Linked DNA regions of Mus musculus: region 2 is linked to region 1. The links are chromatin contacts, called in public capture Hi-C maps. All regions are on one chromosome and are shown on one strand. The core of a region is the stretch at or near the end of the contact, and the rest is flanking DNA. Distances in the headings are between cores, read along the strand shown. Region 1 overlaps Ubl3 (ubiquitin-like 3). Region 2 overlaps Gm36405 (a long non-coding RNA gene).

Region 1 (6,829 bases), core at 1,634-4,133:
ACTGAGGCATGAAAGTAGAAGGGGTGGGACTATGGAGAGGAAGGGGACCAGCTGGAGTTTCTGGGAAAGGCAGTGGGTGGGGCCGGGCGGGGGCATTTCAGCTGGAGGCTGAATAAGAAAACAATATAAATACTCACTCTGCCTGATGACTTAGATAACAATTAAAATTTTAGCTGAAAACCCCAAATGGCACTGGCGGCAACTCAGAGTGTGGCGTAAGTGGAGTCTGTGCAGTCATACTGTTTTCAGGCTGAGATTTATTCAGAGTGTCCATGTCTACTTCCAGATTAATTTGCGCCTCATCTTGGTGAGTGGGAAGACGAAAGAGTTCCTCTTCTCCCCAAACGACTCTGCCTCTGACATCGCAAAGCACGTGTATGACAACTGGCCCATGGGTGAGTACCGGCTGCTTGACTCTTTGTCCCTGACTTGTTTCACACATTTTGAGAAAGTACAGAGGGCATGAGACCCGTGCTTGACTTGGGCTTGCTGTGTCACTGCCTAGATTTTGCCTTTCTCACCACAGAGCATCGAAGGAGCAGGAGATCCAGAGGCCATGTTTGCCTTAGTGCAGGTAGAGTGTACTCAGTGCACATCCACTCCCATGTCAGTGAACCCAGAAGGAAAGAGCCAACCTTCTCAGAGGCAGCAGGCGCTGTGGGCTCCTCTGTGCATAGCTGATTGGAAATGAAGCTTGAGACAGACTTGACCTGCAGTTAGTTCTTACTGCATGCATTCTGCGAAGAAGGGCCAGGAAGAGTAAAGTCTTCATGAGTTCTGTTTTTACTGCACCACTGTGAGCTCTCTGGGGGAGTGTATGCGGTAGCTCCTCCCTTCTCTGCTGCCTCCCTATCTAGTGAGATTCTTGAGGGAGTCCTGAGTTTTCCCTTTGAGCTTCCAGAGTGTGCCCCTAACAGTTTCCATGGCATGTGCCCCTGGGTAACACTGCTGTAGCCCATCTCTTTAACTTTTTCCAATGCAGAGGGTTGAAGCCAGGGCCTTGTGCATGCCAGGAAAGCTCTCCATTACGAAGCTGTGTCCCTAGCTCCAGTTTTTTATTTATTTTTTGACAATGTCTTACTAAATTACTTGGGCTGCTCTCAAATCAGGCAAATCAAATTAGGAGAATTCCTCTCTCAACCTGAGATTATAAGCATGTGCCACCATGCCAGATCTATATAATATGTTTAGCAAAAGCAATTTGAACTTTTTTTTTCTTTTTCCTGAGACAGGGTTTCTCTGTATAGCCCTGACTGTCCTGGAACTCACTTTGTAGACCAGGCTGGCCTCGAACTCAGAAATCCACCTGCCTCTGCCTCCCAAGTGCTGGGATTAAAGGCATGCGCCACCACCACCCGGCGCAATTTGAACTTTTAAAGTTACTTTAGTTCCTTAAAACAATCCAGGTAATGATAACGGGAGAGGCACCAATGGTACATACTGCAGGTGAAGAGGCTCCCGCCTGTTCTGGAAATTGATCACATCAGCTAGATGTTACTCGCTTTGAAAAGTCCTTCTTTAAGTCCCTCTTTCCTGAGTTTGCCAGATCTACTCAGCATATACTAGAGTGCATAAAAGGGCTCCTTTTATACAAAGTACTTAAATTAATATTCTAGGTCTAAACCACTATAATATCTTGCACTAAAAGCCAGTAAATGTATTTGTTGGATCTTGTAAGAAAAAAATAGTAAATTCTGGAGCAGTAGAAGAAAAGTCTTTGGGTGCCCTGCCCTGAGGAAGGAGCAGGCTGGCAGGTGGACTCCTTGGCTGTCTGGTCTGCTAATCACATCAGTGACACCAGAGTCCTCCTAAGCCGTGTTCTGTACATGTCCCTCTGGGGCCTAGAGAGGAGAAGGGCACATCTCATGAGGCCGTGAAAGATAATGGAAAGGCATGGCTTCACTATGCTTTATCAGGCCTTAAATCCCCCTTAGAGTCCTAACCTCTCTTCTATATGGATTAAAGTTACTGTCACTTGTGTTTATAGCAAAGGAATGTTTGGCCAGACATATTCTATAAATTATATAAATGATGGTTTTAAGGGCAGTGCATGCAAAGTAATTTTTGCTGAAGCAGAGTAGCTCCCCTGATCTTTATCTAGGAAAGAGTACAGTAAGACTCCCCGGGAAGGGACAGGCCTGGGGAGTTCCTCTCTCACTTGAGTTCCTGAGACCGGATAAATCAGGTGCATGCACATACATTGTTTTGAACACTCAACGAAACAGAACCAACCAAGGACAGGCTTTCTTCTCTTCTCTTCCATCACTCAGTCTTCTGGACTACTTTGTCTGTCGTCTCCTACTGAGAGTAGGAGCTACTAGAATGGTGAGCAGGAAGTCTTCAGATCACACTGAACCCAGAGCTTCCGTTGTTGCAGCAAGAAGCTGATGGGAGCTACCAAGGAAAGCGCCCTCTGTCCAAACAGCAGTCTCTGTTCTCAGACGGGGCTTCTGCAGGAGCTGCTGTGCTGCCCATACTCCAGCTGGTAGCCGTGTGCCTCAAATGCCATGAAATGTTTGCCAGTTGGCCTCTGAAAAACAGCACAGCAATGTAGCCCAGGCACCTAAGGAAGTCTTTGAGGAACTTGTTGCTACCCTTGAGCACACATTTGAACAGTACAAGCACTGGAACATTATAGTGTCCATTAATTACTGATAATGGAAATTGATTTTCAAATGGTAGATTCCCTTTACCAAGGCTAGACTTCTGGCTCGGTGTTTTCCTTAACTTCAGCCTGCAGCTTGGCACTCTCTGATCTCTTGAGGGACAAACAGTCTTCTGCAGCTCTTTGTTGCTACTTGAGGAAGGTGGAAGGAGCCAGGGCTGCAGTGCTTGGGTGGGGACTCTGGGCCACACCCTTCCTGGTAGCCTCTACAGAGTGTACAGAAGTGCTGTTGTGTGGGCCCGAGCCTAACCAGTTCTCCTTTTTTCAGACTGGGAAGAAGAGCAGGTCAGCAGCCCAAACATTCTTCGACTCATTTATCAAGGCAGATTTCTACATGGAAACGTCACCCTAGGAGGTAATTAATGTCCTTTGCCAGCATTATTCCTCTGTTTATTTTAAATGACAGTGGTTTCTAAAAAAAGGTGACTTGAGACCCTGAGGTCCCCAGCTCTGGGTGTGCTTCTCCCTGGAGACGGCTCCGCCTGCCAGGTTACAGATGGGTTCCCTGCGCTGCTGGGTGGTATGGTGGGTGTGCTACTTTTACATCAAAATCCATCCCACAGACTTGGCACGTTTATGACTGCAGGTTTTCATTTGTAAAAAGAGGGCTTTTTCAGTGGACTCAGTAAGTGCTCATTGTGTGGGGACCAAGTAAATACTGCTGTGGACACGCCATCGTGCTTCAGTCTGGTCGTCTAATGGTGAGGTCTGCAGTCTGTTCTTCCCTGGGTAGGTAGGTCGGTTACTGTGTAGTCACTGAGCAGTTCATGTGTCAGCACCAATAAACTTGAGTAGGCGGATTGAATGTGACCAGATCCTCCTTCAGGTTGCTCTGGGCTTGCATGGGACAACAGAGTCCACTATGGAAAGACTTGTGGGTTAGAGCTGGTGACCTCAGTGACCAGCAGTGTGGTCCTAGTGGGCTGCTGCAGAGCCTGGGCTCACATGGAGCTGGTTTGTTTCAGTGTTATGTTTGCTCTGAAAACTGCTGTAGTTTGTAGAAATACAAGAAATAATTGCCACTTAAAGGTAGAATTTGTTTGTAGTTTTGCCTAATTAGACCAACCCTCTGTCACTGTGAGGAGAGTTGACTGTTAGCCCCTGGCTGGTTTGTGCATATATTAATCATGGGGCCATTTTTTTTAATGGTTCAAACAAGATCTTGAATTAAAATTAATAAAGAAAAGAAGAAACCAAGCTAATAAGTGTTGGCTGGGTTTCCTCTCTTGACTCTGAGAGTGAGTCTGCTGCCCCTTGGAACACCGGTCTGTTGAGCAATTCCCACCAGCCCCTCGGTTTCAGTGTCAGGTTAAAGGTCACAGAATCTTTGTTAAGATCAAGATGCTTCATTCTCATTAAAATTTTAGAATAATCAGTAAAATGACTCATCTCTAGACAATTGTGTAGCTGCCAGTCTCTTTTGGAAGTAAATTAAAGGACTTCCAGCTCTCATGACTCAGACAGGTAGTGTGGGGGCCAGTGGCCCTTGCTTGGCCAGTGCTGCTGGATGCTAGGTTAGGCTACCCTGCTAACATTCCGCTGTCTGCCTTCTGGACTGCAGGTTTCCTTTTTGGTTAGGAGTGTTTCGGAGGCAGCATACAGCAATGGCAGCTGCCTTCCAGTATGTGCATGGTGGCTGTGGAAGAGCTATGGGCTCGCTCAGTAGCCTATCAAGTAGATTTACGGCCTGCAGCTACAAATAAAGGCAGACAGTGGGTTTTGTTTTGTTGTTTTGTTTTGTTGTTGTTGTTTGTTTTGTTTTTAATAGAATAAAAATATTTGACAACAATATTTTAATATTTCTATTTTATTACTACGAGGAACAAGGCCCAGGTATGGAGGACAGAGGGCAGCTTTGTAGTCAGTTCTTCTCCAGCTTTCCCTGGGGTTCAGGATCAAACTCAGGCATCAGGCTTCTTCCTGAGGTAGCCTTTGCCTGCTGAGTCATCTCACCAGCTTATAAAAGAATGGCCCAGCATGGAAACAAATGATGTCCTTGTGGAAGGCAATGTTCAAGCAGTGGCGGAGGGGAAGGTAGTGAGGTACAGGCTGTGGATAGCCTTCAACCACTGGGCAGACACAGTAGGCAGCCTGGGCCTATTCATCCTTTGCTCTTCTCCCCACCCACCTTAATACCTGGTCTCACTGTGGGTTGTGCCACTTGGCTTAACACCATTCAACTCCAACAATCCTCCTGCCTCAGCCTCTTGAGAAGTCAGGACTGCAGGCCCATTTATTCCACCTGCCATTATTGTTCGGTCAGTTTCAGGTTTAAAATTTTGGTCATTAGGTCTCCTTGGACATTCCTGGGTCCCCCCTTTTGACATACAACCGTGTTAATCTCGTGGAATTTCATTCTGCTAAAGGAGGCCCAGGGAGTGCTCCAGGTGTGGTCCAGAGAGTGCGGCTTCGCCTGGGGCACCCCTTCACTCTCAGGGCCCATGTTTACCTTTGTATGGCTAGATGTGCATCCCGAGTCCTGCACTTGCTGTGCACTTCGCCTCTGAGTTACCGGGCCAGCTCCCACTTGATACTCCTCTAAAATGCAGGGTTCTGCACAGCTCTTCTCCCACCAGGGTGGCTTCTGAGCTCAAACCCAGGTGGTGGTCATGTGGACAGGAAAAGTTGAAATCCTGTCTTCTGGATGCTGCAGGAATATCCCAGTCTCCGGCTTCTCCTCCACCTTCTGCTGCCGCCGTGCGCTGAGTTGGGTGCAGACGAGACATGCCAGCCTCACCTGCTAGTTGGCAGCATCTGGTGCTGCCTGGCACTCAGTGTACCTGTGGGTTAGTCGTGGCGCCACTGACAACCAGCATCTGTAGGTTGCATAGAGCATGGCCTGAAAAGCTGGGCAGCAGAGCAGGTTTGGGGCCAGTGCGGTCATAGCGAGGTAACACTGCGTTCTCTCAGACAAGACAGATTTCTAAGTGCAGCCAATGGCAGAGCCAGAGAGTCACTTGTAGCCGTACCCTTCCCTCAGGTGAGGGAGTGTCTCTCCGTGCAGGAGCCACAGTCGGGATCCATTCAGAGGCACTTCAGCCTGGCTAGTGAGCTTACGGAACGATGTGTGTATAACAGATCGTCTCTTCTTTTTCTATAGCATTAAAACTTCCTTTTGGCAAAACAACAGTGATGCATTTGGTGGCCAGAGAGACCCTGCCAGAGCCCAACTCACAAGGTAAGCCCCCGGAGGACACCTCACTTGAGCCATCGAGATAGGCACTCATGCCTGCTTCCACTTGGACATTTGGATGAACAGGGAATTTCAGAGTTTATGAATTAAGCCTGGAGAGCAAGTAATCAGACCGTTTTTGAAAAATGCCAAAAATTAAATGATTCCTTAAAACAAGCTTTGAGCAAAACTCAGGCAGTTTGACTATGCCTGCCTTTTGCCCAGGCACAGCTTGGCTAACCCAGGCTGGCCCTGTTTCCCCAGGTCAGAGAAATCGGGAGAAAACTGGTGAGAGCAACTGCTGTGTGATCCTGTAGCGTCGCCAGCACAGATGTGGCAGTTTGTTGGCACTGCGGGGACAGAGGAGACTCAGCAGCTTCCAACACCTGTAGGACAGTCGCCAGCACATCCGTGGGACTGAATCACTCATGAACTCTGTCATCTCCTCTCACAAAGTAAAAAGAACCAAGAACACTTTCAGTGTGGTCCTTTATTCCTTATATCTGTGTGTGTGTTGAGCAGTCTGAAGTGCACAGTGGTCCCCAGGGGACGCAGCAAGTCTCTCTGCAGACACCGGTGGCCCTGCTGCCGCAGAGACTCCTCCCTCCGCAGAAGTCTGAAGGCAAGTGCTGCAAGTACAATTTGCACTAAAAATAATTATTATTTTCCTCATCACATAATCTGCACGTGTCTGTGGCGCCCAGTTCTCCTGTGTGTAGTCCACCCTGGAGGACACCAATCATCGGTGGAGTAAATACGAGGCTGGTCAGCCAGGGGGACAGGAAGGAATCTTACGTGCTGGGTGACTTCTACCAAAGTCGGCCGCAGTGGCTGTCCTCACAGGATATCAAACTGGGCAAGACTGTTGTCACTGCAGCAAGTGAGAAGCCATGCCTGCTGCTCCCAGCGCTCTGTAGAGGGTGCCCCTGCTGCCGGCCCACACCGAGGGGCGGCAGGATGACCCAAGCCTTAATGTGGAGGGGCCGTCACTG
Region 2 (6,829 bases), core at 1,582-4,081, 280 kb before region 1:
CTGGTTTTCCCGAGGTGCCAGACCCCAGTGCCAGAGGGACACACCTCATTTTATCTGATTTTCTCTATAAAAAGATACATCTGCCAATGGCCACTCACATAGCCCAAGGCTAGAGGACTTGCTTACTATGCCCAAGGCTATGGGTTCATTCCCCAGCACTTGAAAGCCATCCCTGACATTCATTTTCTTAGACTCAGACTTTCCTTGTATTGCTTCACCTTCTGAAAGATTCCATTGGGCAGCCTGCATATCCGTGAGAGGAAGTTTTAGGGCAATGAAGTCCTTGCCACCCTATTGGGGTGGCTGAAATTCTCAGGGGTTTCCCACCGTTCTATATTTTATTCAGAAAATAGAATGCCAGCCTGGGCTCTGCTAGGCCTGAATAGATGTCACTCCAGATTAATGTTTTACTCTGATGTCATGGTGTTAGGCATCACTTGATACATCAGGGCAGAGGACTCCTCACTTGGAGACTTGCCTCCATCAGATTGGCCCGTGGACACGTCTTTGGGGAATAGTCTTATTGCTGATTGGTGTAGGAGGGTCCAACCATCCCTGGGCAGGTGAGTCTAGGCTATATAAGAAAGAAGGTGAGCCAGCCTGGGGAACACGCCAGAGAGCAGCCTACCTCTCTGCTTTAGTTTCTGCCTCGGCTCTCCTCAGTGATGGACAGCAACCCGTAAGCCAAAATAACCCCTTTTCTCTCCAAGTTACTTTTGGTTGCAGTGTTTATCACAGCAACAGAAAATGAACTAGGCTAGCTGTCTGAATTTAACTTTTTTTTTTCCTCCAACTTCTAGCATTCCAAAACCTCTGTGAAGTGCAGCATCACTTATCCAACATATGTAAAGAAACTGCTTGCAACTGTAGCTCATTCATTTCCTGACGCGGAAAGCAGGGTTCCAGGACAGAGCCAACGTGGTTCCATCTGTGCCCGGTGGAACTCTGTCGGCCTGCCCTTCTCAGTAAGTTTTATTGCTTCTTCTCTCTTTCCCTTTTTGCTCTGCATGAACCTGGCCACCAAGATGGCTGCACCCAGTGGCAAAACCCTCAACTCTCCTGGCTCAAAACAAGGAAAGACCTTGGACAGCCCTAACATCCGGGAAAACGGCAGGGAAGTGACGTCCGCCAGGGGGCGCCCTTGTTCTCACCTGGACTCTGCAGACCTGGAGTGCAGCAGGACAGCAGGTGACCATGGCTCAGGAGGGCCTTGATGGGCAGGCGGCGAGTGGGTCACAGAGTCACTAATGGCCCCGCCGTCCGCCACCTGCCGCCAGCCGCCTGCCGCCGGATGAGGAAATGGCCCTGCCCAGGCATCGATCTTGGAAGCAGCTGAGCTGAGCTGTGGTTCCAGGGAGGCTGCCTGCTCCAGAGGCCTTCCCATGTCCAGTCCTAAGGCCCTGCACACTTCCTGCCTCCCTCCCTTGCTTGTTTGCTTCAGTCCACCTATCTTTCCTTCCTCGATGTTTCTAACCCCAGGTTACTGTGTGTGTGCCCTCAATAAAGCCATCATCCTCAAGGCGCTTGTCTGGAAGCAAGTCTCTCAGCTCTCCACAGATTGCGGGCAGGGGGGGGGGCGCTTTCTACTGACACTCAGTAACCAGCTTCCCTTTTCTCTACATAAGGTCCAGAGGGGGTCTGAACAGGTTTCCTTGTGGGAAATCTGGTACCATTGTGCCCACACTCTTGCTAAGGCTGATCCTAGAGCATGAAGTAGGTGCTGCAAGCCAGTCATTGTGCTAGGGACCCCCCTACTCCCCAAAGGCATTTCATTCCCAATTCGCTGGACCACTCTTTTTTCACAGAGGCCAAAATCTCTGGCAAGAGCCTACTTAGTGGCAGCTCAACTCCCTCCACCGAGACAGGGTCTCCTGTGTCTTCGCACACCTTGCCTAGGAGAGAAATCAGAGCTAGATTATGCTACCTAGGCTGCCGCAGATTGCCCGCTTCCTCTAGCCTGCTCCTTCCCACAAGACTGGAGATGGAGATGGATGTAGAGGCAGCCTGCTTTCTCCTAAGCCCGTTCATGGCTTCTCATCGTGTTCATCTCCCTTTGTGCCTACGTGTTTGTAATAAAATACCCATAAACACATCGTTAACATTGGATAGGGACACCCTAAAAGGTGTGTTTGGACTTAATCTCTTTACGGGCCTCATCTCAGAGTTATGTTCGTTTGGAAGCACTAGTGAATCTTGGTGGGGGAATGTGATACCATTCAGTCCCTAACAGAGGCCTAAATAAGTTTTAGGTATATGAGGTCACATTCTGCAAGACGTGCAGGCTATCTTTATCTCCTATGCAAACGAACCAATTTCTGTAAACATTTTTTCTAAAAGCAGTTGTTGAACAGAAATATCCAAACACTAGGTACACTGCCTTAAGTAATTGTTTTTAAGTCATGTGTTTGGAGTTTTGTTCAAGAAAAATAATGTGTGAAATCCACTTTATAAATCAGCCGCTTTAGAAAAATGTCTGTCTTGGAAGCCAATTTTTCTCTCCTCTATCAACAAACCTTTCCAAGTGAAGGTTTAAGCGGGAGGGTGTAGTACAGGCAAATGGGCACGAGGTGGCGCCCTAAGTAGCGGCAAGGAGCAGGCAAAATGCATCAGGCTCTGGATTTGGTTTGAATGAAGAATGTATTCATTCAACATGTATTCAGTCCTTGTTGATTGAAGCTTTAGGGTTGGAGCTTTGCAATGTCAGGATCTTGCAGCAGAAACGACCTGTTTAGATTCTTATCTACTTATTTTCTAGGCTATTGTTTGACCCAGATATTTGCCTCTGCCCAGCTTGCTGGGTGAAGTGAGGTTAGGTCTGTAGCTGATTTGCATCTTTAAGCGCTGTCCGGAACTGGTCAGCTGGATCTGCAGTCAAGTTTGGGCGTGCTCTTCGTCAACAGCTCCTCCCTCCGTTTTCTTTGTCCATTGAAAAAAAAAGTTGCATCCTTCACTGATTCCCTGCCCAAGCTGCAGGTGTCACCACACAAATTGGGCAGTCTCCAATCGTTCCTCCCCTGACGGTTGTTCTCTGGCTTTCTCCTTCCATGCACGGAGAACTGGTTTTGTTTCCCTTGACATCTTGTTTCCACCTCAGCTACGTGGAGGAAGAGTCGCAGTGTTTGTTTATTCCTCTGGTTCCCCTTTCCTCCTGATGGTAAGAGCAGGTCCCTTTGGGCCCCCAGCTCCCACCAGGAGCACCCCACCCCCAGCTCTACTAGGAACCCTTTCTGGGTTTTAGCATCGCCTTCTGTACCTGCCCCTTGAGGTTTCAGTAGGAAGCAGCTTCCTGCATGGACACCCAGGGGTTGGTTTGCCTCTGTCTATCTCTGTAAACTTCTGGAAACATCTTTATTAATTTCTCTCCAGTCAACCCTTAGAGGTGTTAGCTCTTCCTGCAAGGTTTTGATTGAGTCACAGAACCAGAAAACCCTCTTTGTGCCTCCATTTCTCTTCTTTTAAGTGAGAATTCATATCCACCTTGTTAATGAGGATCTTCTCTAACAATGACTATAAGCCAAGTGACATCTGAAACCTGTTAACTTCTCTGTACAAGCCTCTGTAATCATCAGAGTGAGCGTCACAGACTAGGTCCTTGGTCCAATGTCTTCCTTCACTTATGCTAATTTTTGTATTAATGGGCAGGTTAATGGGTGCCTTTATGCCGAAGCACCAAAGCATCACAGAAGATTGTCACAACCGTGCTAGTCAACGCTGCGGTCCTGACTACAGACGCAGAGGCCAGACTGCCAGAACCCCAGGCCCTTATGAGTGTTATGTGCTGTGTTTCCTGGCGTATACTAGCCTGTTGCTTCCTCTTTTCCATCTTGCCGACTCCTTCCACCTGCAAAACAGAAGCTGCCCGAGTCCAGCTGTTGTTTATATGGAGGTACATCAAGGCCAGGGAGAGCAAACATTTAACAGGGGCTCTGCTGGGGGCCGGGAGCAGCCTCTGAGTGTCCTTTGCTCCTTTGGTAGCTGGACACTGGGTCCTTCCTACTCCGTGTCAGCAGTTCAGAAGCCTGGCGAATACAATTACTCTAAGACTCTGGACTTGAGCTGTTCATCCCAGCAAGGAGCAGGCTGGAAGTTTCTGGAAGCTTAGAGTCAGCAGGCAGGTTGAGGTGTCTGGAAGGACAGACCCCACCTCATTCAGCCTGGACAGATGCTGCCCAGGTGCCTGAGTGGTGAGAGCCACCGAGAGCAATCTCGACTCCCGGAGGCAGAGACATCCTGGTACTCATTGTTGCAAGATGAGAAAGTATGCCCTCCATCCCTCAAGGCAGCCAGTGTTGCATGAATGGCACGATCTATAGACTGTGGGTCCATTGTACAGTTTCGCCCCATGGCCATTCAATTCATGTCCCCACCAATGCCCAGGAATTCCATTCTCCTGTCACGGAGTGAGTACCATGACTATTTCCTGCAGAGGGAAGTTTCTCAAAACAGCCCAGACAGCAGCCTTTGGTTGATTTGTGCTATCCTGGTGCTTAGCTAGCAAGGCCCAGAAAGACTGGGTCAGACAGAAACCAGCACCACTTGGCTAGAGTTCCCAAGGATACCAAAAAGCTCTTCAAGGACCAGACATCTCTCTCCGTGAGTGTAGAGTGCTCCCTTAGGATGTTCTAGTCCTCCCTTCTTCACTATAGTCGTGTGCATTGCGTTGATTCTGATCACTGGTGGACTTAACTGTGGGTCCTTGAAGGTTACAGTGAGACATTCCTGTCGTCTGGCAATATTGTAGGTGACTTACTTTGTGACACACTTGGAGATGTTCCTGTATTGGAATAGCTCGATGCAATCCTGAGAGCAGCTTCTGTGTTTAAGCAATAGAGGAAAGTCTAGTTTCCCCGTTTCTTAGGGCAAGCAGGACCATTTCTTGTTACGTTCTTTGCTTTTTTTTTTCTCCTTTTCCTCTTCCTCTTCCTCCTCCTCCTCCTCTTCTTCTTCTTCTTCTTCTTCCTCCTCCTCCTCCTCCTCCTCCTTTGATGCCGCTGCTGCTGCCACTGCTGCCTCTTCCTCTTCCTTTTGGTTGCCCATTGAGACAAGGTCTCACTATGTAGCCCCAGATAGCCTGGAACTCAATATATAGCTCAGGCTGGCCTTGAACTCATGGAGACCCCTGCCTCTGCCTCCAGAGTGCTGGGACTGAAGGCGAGCCCCACCACACTCGGTCATTTACTGTGGTGGGTCATTGGCCCAGGGAGTGGCACTATTAGGAGGTGTGGCCTCGTTGGAGGAAGTGTGTCACTGTGTGGGGGTGAACTTGGAGATCCCCCTCCTAGCTGCCCGGAAGGGAGTCGTCTGCTGCTTGTCCTTAGAACAAGATGTAGAACTCTCAGCTCCGCCTGCACCATGCCTGCCTGGATGCTGCCATGTTCCTGCCTTGATGATAATGTACTGAACCTCTGAACCTGTAAGCCAGCCTCAATCAAATGGTGTCCCTTACAAAAGTCATGGTCTCTCTCTCTTCATAGTAACAAAACCCTAATGAAGATGCCTGACATGTTCATTTATTTGTGATTTCTTGGCTCTTTATCCTTATAGCCCCCTAATATAAGTGTATATAGATTATGATCATTTCTTTTCGTTGTTCTAAAATGACATTTGGCTTGGTTTTGATACTATCTGACCTCTCCACCTTTTTGCAGTTAGCTCACTGTTCAGTTTGCAACTACATCTTTCCCCCGGTTCCCATGTGGGCCACCATTCCTCGGTCCTAGCAAATGTTACCTTGAAAAAAAAAAAAACTTCTTATCTTATGTAGACGGGTGCTTTGCCTGCACACACATGTCTATGCACTGTATGTGTGCATGCAATGCCTGTGGAGGCCAGGGGAGGGCCTTAGACCTCCTGGAACTGGAATTACAGTGGCTGTGAGCCACCATGTGGGTGCTCTTCTGGAAGAGCAGTCAGTGCTCTTAACCGCTGAGCCATCTTCTCCAGACTCAAATGTCATCTTGCTTTTGAGCAGTCATGTCTCTTACCTCGGGAAGTCTGAGCTGACATCCTGGGGACTCTACTGAGGATGGCTGACCCTCTTCCCATTCCTTTATGCTCGGTACTCTGGTGGGGCCCTGTTTTTTATTATTCCCACAGAGGAAAGAGCATGAGGCAGCTCGATTTCCAGGGCAGCTCCCTAGTCATGGAAGGTGGAATTAGCCCTGGGACCTCGATCTCCTCTTCTGGCCCACGGGTCTTCCAGGGCTTCCGCTGGGCTCATTTTCCTCCTGGGCTAACCCTAGGGGCCTGTAACAACTGAACTCCATTTGTCAGCTTGCTATGCTGAGGTAAGCCTGCCTTCCCGGGGAATCATTACCAGATGGAACCTGAGGGAGGGAGCGAGGCCAGGTATTTCCCCACGTCATGGAACACGAGGCCCTGGTGACTCAGTGAGGTCAGGGAGCTAGTGGTGGTAGCAGCCACAGTTGGCAGGTGGCAGCCTGGAGGGAGGGGGAACATTAATGATTGCCTCCCTCCCTCCCTCCTTCCCTCCCTTCCTCCCTTCCAGCCCGCCTCATTTCTGTCAGGCCTGTGATTTCATCATGCACACCTTTGTAAACAATCCATTTAGCAACCAAATTATACACTGGGTAATTACAGCTTCCAGCCTCAGTGTCAGGGGTTCCCGGCTCACAATCTGCTTTTGGTACTATTGCAGGCTGGGATGGGGGGAGGTGGGGGAGGAGGGGTTTGTTGAAGTTTTAAGGAGACAGGAGGGAGAGCTGGGGCATGGGGGTTGCCCTGCCTTGCCTTATGTTAATTGATTCTTGTGTGTGGGGGGTCTTAGTTTGACACTTCTGGAATTGAGTTTGGATTGTTGATTAGATTG

What was found. Capture Hi-C pulls out chosen DNA fragments and counts their contacts.
Region 2: a contact with region 1 is called in a capture Hi-C map of embryonic stem cells, with 2.3 times the contacts expected there. The contact joins two enhancer-like sites. A contact is called at or near these places in 1 of 39 promoter capture datasets (hippocampal neurons), 1 of 15 datasets of contacts at CTCF or cohesin (large pre-B cells), 14 of 484 Hi-C or Micro-C datasets (B cells, CD8 T cells, the HL-1 cell line and 11 more), 4 of 115 datasets of contacts at active chromatin or transcription factors (Th17 cells, embryonic basal ganglia, fibro-adipogenic progenitors and 1 more) and 1 of 9 other capture datasets (embryonic stem cells).

What each region holds. Positions count from the first base shown.
Region 1 is chr5:148,505,460-148,512,288 of GRCm38.p6, reverse strand. Ubl3 (ubiquitin-like 3) reads left to right here. Exons shown (of 5, transcript NM_011908.2): 2 at 287-395; 3 at 2,934-3,020; 4 at 5,766-5,843; 5 at 6,102-6,829. The coding sequence ends at 6,154. Among named protein-coding and RNA genes, the nearest start is that of Ubl3, 44 kb to the left of the region's middle. Within about 2 kb of position 2,883, at least 116 of the 459 cell types and tissues checked have an H3K27ac peak or open chromatin away from gene starts, as enhancers often do. A contact at or near this core is called in bone marrow-derived macrophages and embryonic stem cells, where this site is marked.
Region 2 is chr5:148,788,998-148,795,826 of GRCm38.p6, reverse strand. Gm36405 (a long non-coding RNA gene) reads left to right here. Exons shown (of 3, transcript XR_377235.2): 3 at 1,026-1,510. Among named protein-coding and RNA genes, the nearest start is that of 4930505K14Rik, 14 kb to the right of the region's middle. Within about 2 kb of position 2,831, at least 23 of the 459 cell types and tissues checked have an H3K27ac peak or open chromatin away from gene starts, as enhancers often do. A contact at or near this core is called in bone marrow-derived macrophages and embryonic stem cells, where this site is marked.